Linked DNA regions of Zea mays: region 2 is linked to region 1. A link is a contact called in public Hi-C data. All regions are on one chromosome and are shown on one strand. The core of a region is the stretch at or near the end of the contact, and the rest is flanking DNA. Distances in the headings are between cores, read along the strand shown.

What was found. A called contact is a pair of places that touch in the nucleus more often than the background predicts.
Region 2: a Hi-C map of leaf shows a contact between it and region 1, with 7 times the contacts expected there. The contact joins the promoter of LOC100382879 here to the promoter of LOC100282363 in region 1. A contact is called at or near these places in 6 of 25 Hi-C or Micro-C datasets (bundle sheath, ear, endosperm and 3 more).

Annotation. Positions count from the first base shown.
Region 1 is chr9:47,440,556-47,443,125 of Zm-B73-REFERENCE-NAM-5.0, reverse strand. LOC100282363 (carboxyl-terminal-processing protease) reads right to left here and starts at 1,293. Exons shown (of 12, transcript NM_001155275.2): 1 at 756-1,293; 2 at 564-645; 3 at 50-180. The coding sequence starts at 1,094.
Region 2 is chr9:47,572,647-47,575,216 of Zm-B73-REFERENCE-NAM-5.0, reverse strand. It overlaps LOC100382879, which reads right to left and starts at 1,289. Exons shown (of 7, transcript NM_001175570.1): 1 at 1,080-1,289. The coding sequence starts at 1,093. LOC103638331 (a long non-coding RNA gene) reads left to right here and starts at 2,492. Exons shown (of 2, transcript XR_558702.4): 1 at 2,492-2,570.

The DNA.
Region 1 (2,570 bases), core at 44-2,543:
GGTAATAACAGCCATTATTACTTGACAATATCAACCCAAACATGCATACCTTGGGGCTGATGATCCTTGTAAATGGGTCGCCGAGTGTGGACAGCATCCCACTAATCTTACTGTAGGCAGCATCCGCTGATTTCAGTGGAAATATCTCTACCATGGTTTGCTGTAGTTTCTGATCCCAATCTGGACACTTGGCAAAATAAGTACATTGAAGAAAAAAACTTGTCTTATTTCATTTGTCTTCTTATATAGTGATTTTGGTGTCGCAACAGCTGTGACCTCCACCGTTTCACTCTTGTTACAATACCAACCAAACATTAGCTTCTATCACTCCATTTCTATCAAAGCTAGCAATGTTTTCAAGTCGTCCGATTAATCGCGTCGTCCAAGTCGGTTTGGACCAATCACTATTAATCGTCCAAGTCATCCGACTATTCGTGATTAATCGCGATTAATCACCCTAGTCGGTCAGCCAGAACCACCAGCAAGTCGTCCAACTTGAAAACATTTGCTAGCACCTGAAAACACTAATTAGAGAGAACCGTCACCCAAAATTGGAGTTGTACCTTGGTGGTTGAAGGTGGGATCAACAAAGGTCTCACGGATCAGCCCCCACGTCTCCACCAGCGTCCTCTGCACTCTGTTCACCTGACAACAACCCAAACAAACAAAATCACCGTGTAAAGTCCGCATCTTTCTTGGGAACGCGGCGGTCGTCGATCACCGTCGGCATTGTAAACTTCAGGAACTCAACTCACTTCGCGCGCCTTGGAGACGGGGAACGCGACGGTGAGCGACTCGGCCCGGGCAGGCGGCGTCGGCAGCGGGGACACATCCCCGGAGAACCCGGTTAGTGACACAACGGCAGCGGCGGCGAACCCCACCGCAGCCTGCCCCAGCGCCCGGCCTCCGTGATCCGGTCCGGAAGCCCGGACTGCCGTCTGCTGCGGATGCAGAGGCTCCTCTCGGCCCACGGACCGCACCCGGAGTCTCGCTCTCGCCCCAAAAGCCGCCGGCCGGGGCAAGGCCTTCCGAACCTGTCCGGGCAGCGGGCGCGGAGCAAGTGTAGCAACGAGGGAGCACTCTACCATTTCCATGACACGACGCCGGCGGCGATGGCGCGCTAGCTTCTCGCTAGAGCGCGCGGGCTACTATACAATTGGGCGCCGGAGACGTCCACGAGAATCTTTTGGCCGTGCCGTCTCATCAGTTAAGTAGCCTGGTGGACAGGAGGAGATCCGTGTGGAGGGATGGATCTTCTCGCGCGTCCAGGGTCGCACACGTATCTGCCTCCGGTCGTCCGGGTCGAGGCGTTTGGGTGGTGGTGGGAGAGACAGATATGGGGTACTATTCGTTGGTGGTGGTCTACAGAACTGATGGAGGAGAAATACTTCTGCAAATAAAAAGTGCATTACTTTCTCGAAAATATTTATGACTAATATAGGAACATAGAACTCAGAAAAAAATTCATGCAGGATTCCCGAATAGATCCAACTCGAGAAGTTACTCCTTTATATCCTAAAAAAATAAATCAACTTCTGGAGTCAGGAGCCGGGGGCCGATAGGGGCCATAGCCCCTCCTAACGCTACGACACGTACAAGAGAATATATATATATATATATATATATAGTTATAGTATTAGGAGCCCTGGGCTTCCATTAATGCAGGGAGCCCCTGCCAGTTTAGTTGTGCCGGGCGCGGGTCGACGTGGCAGGTGGTCCGAGTACCGCGCACATGCACCGATTGAAGGTGGGGCGTACGTGCGCACCCCCCATTACCATTTATGCATCTGTTTCATTCAAATTACGTATGCATAAACAAGTAACTGACACGGTGTGTGCGTATGCTCCGCGCGGGTATTCCGGCTTAGTGGTCACGACCCGCGTTGTAGTTGGCCGCGTTTATACTTGCATATTATGACTCCAACCGTTTCATAAATTGACACGTCGATGCGGTTTGGTCGGGTGTGGTGTAGTATTTGAGATTTATGATTGTATACTTCGATGTTAACAACTACATATCATTTTGGGATTTATTATATTACGCACTTTGGCGTGGGGCTTGATTAATTATTTTTTTAAAACTGTTTACGATACTTTACACAGCTATTTATGCTTCTTATGATCACGCAGTTACCAAACCTTCACCCTGACTGTGCGCTGACTAGTGGACCCACAGTCCCTCGCCGCTCCCCCGCGGGCCGACCGAGCTAATAATTCAGCTCGGGTCCACCCACAACAGACAACAGTCACAAACCCTAAAAAAATCAGTTCCTCCCCGTCGCTGTCATTCGCTCCTGCGATCGCCATCGACGACCCCCCCCACCTCTTCCACCGCCGTAATCTCCGCTGTTCATCGATTCACCGCCGTCGTTCTCCTTCCCTGGTTCGTTTCCCCTCTCATTCTTTCGAGTTCCCCCCATTCTTTTACATAGTTCAGTCACTAATGTCCATCAGGTTCGCCCCGCCCCTTCTACATCCCTTCAATTGATTCGAAATTAATTGAATCGCCTCATTATATGTAGTATCCGATAATGCCTTCCAATTTTTTCAATTGCATATTTGTTACAATA
Region 2 (2,570 bases), core at 40-2,539, 130 kb before region 1:
ACGGCATAAATGTGATTAACTTAGATATTGATTAGGGGATTAGGCCTAAGGCCTTAGCCCTTAGGGGACTTAGGGCAGTATGTCCTATGCCCATATTTATCAGTTATTCACACTCATATAGCTGCTTGCTACTTGCTGTCTGCTGGAACTATATTTTATTTGGTATTATTTGATATATCATATATATTCATATATGTTGCATTTGCATACTTGCATATTTGTTGGCTGCTGCTAGACAGGATGCCTAGGCGTCTAGGAGCCCGGCTGGAGACTCGCCGTGGCACCATGACAACCATGTACAAGTTTGAATTATCATAACAGTAAAAGATGACCTACCTTTGCTAACTACTCTCAGTACATATAGGAAAATAAGTGCTCTGCTTCCACCTTTCCACAGATAAACATCAAAATTTTCCTTTGCCAATTTGTTTAGAGTAAATATTAACTGATTTTTCAGTTACTGCTAGGAAACCGCATCCATCACCCGCAGTGTAGCCAGGCAATTACAGAATCAAATAAGCAACATAGGGAACTAAACGAGAATGATCTATTTGGATTCAATTCAATACAATGAAATAATATATGGTAATAGGCGTCATACCCTAAATCAACACCACTGCTTGATCCACAAACAAAATATGATCAGACCAAATGCTAAAACAAATGCAGCCCATCTTCCCAACTAACAAGCATCAGCAAGGCACACAACCAAATGGCTCATGCTTCATTCATAACGCTCAGAACACTCCCACTACCTAAATCTGGCATTGCATCAAACTTACATCACCCAGGTACTTAAGCGAAGGTACATAAGCAGCACGTCAGATTGAGCTAGCTTCCAACTTAATCCCAAATAAACACCCAACTAGATACGAATTTTTATCAGCTGCGACCATCACGAACCCTAACCCTAAGGCCTAGAGGAAGCTCAGTCAGCCTCAATACAATGCTCACCACTACATTCATCCATCCAAGACCCCAACGCGGCTTAACCGCACGCTAACATCGATCCAGTCCGGCCTCCAAATCGCACGCAGCTAAGAAGAGGATCGAATTCAAACCGAAGAGAGAAAAATTACTTCTTAGTCGACATGGCCGAGGCAAACCGATCGGACAAGCCAGCCCGCGTCGCGCAGCTACTAGAGGCGACTAACAGCGCCGTCACCTAGGCTTCGCCCCTGATTTGAATCCTTCCCAGCACGTCGCCACGGCCTAGGGATTGCTTGAAACTGGTGTGCCTTCCTCAGGTTCCTTTCTCTCCTCGGCCCTTGCGCGTCGCCTTTTGAGGCTTTCCCTTTGCGGAAACGTGACCCGCGGGGTATCAAATCCTGGAATGATTCCCAGAAACAGGATACGAAAAATGACAAGTTTACCCCCGAAAGTGGAAAACACAAGACGATCGTAGGAAAGGGAGATTTTTTTTATTATTTAGGACTCAAAACGAATTGGTTCGATTGGCTTCGTCAAAATGACGCAGATGTCTTTGATTTCTTCACTGACTTCTACAAATTTGACAAGATTATACATACCAGCTAGGATGGAAAGACCAACATGCCCCTCACCATTAAATTATCATGTTTTCGTGTCACTCCTCGCTTTCACAGGGATTGAAGAGCAAAGCCAATCAACATTTGAATCATGTACCTCACTCTGGCTAGTATGATCAACAGATTGTCACGCTAGCAGTTAGATGGGGAATGCTTTTTAAGATCAAATTTCAAATAGAAATAAAACTCTTTAAGTGAATGGAGCAACAAATATTGCTTCTTCTGGTGATTGTCAACTTGATCCAAAATAAATGGTAAATGCTTGGAGAGGTTGTCAACAACAATGTTTCGAAGAGCATAGGATGTTGCAGATAAACACCCCATAATCCTACTTTGGGTAAAGTAGGAAAACTCATTTTGTGATCTAAATAAATGTGTTTTCAAATAACATTATATAAAAGATTCTTATTTGAATTAAATGACCCTTTCTTAAACTATATATTTAAGATATGTTCCCTAAAATAATTAAGTTAAACTATCTCTTAATACAATATGGGATGAATATGATTTTTATAGAAATTCCTTGATAGGGATTAAACTCCATTAAAACAATTATGGGTTGAATATGATTCTTTAATACATTCAAAATATACTCTTGAAATGAATAATGTGTATGTTGCATTTGCCTAATTAATAATCAGTTAATATATAAATAAAATATATAACTTCGCATCATGCTTCGAATGTGCATCTAATTTAATTGAAATTTAAAACTCAGATTTGAATACAATTTGAATTTAGAAATTTAAAATAGGAATTTAAATAGAAAAGGAGCCAGAAAAGAAAGGGAAAAGAATAAGATGATATTGGGCTGACTCCCTCCCCCGCCCTCGCCCACTTCCATTTATCTGCAGTGGCAGCCCATTCTCTTCCTTCACTGCACGGCCCACTTCGGTCCCTTCTTTTTTCTCTTTTCCGACCGCACACCCACGTCGCTGACGATCGGGGGGCACTGGCCAGCTGCTCGCGTCGCCTCCGCGCGGCGCTGTCCCCGCCAGGTGGGTCCCATTCTCCAGAACCTTC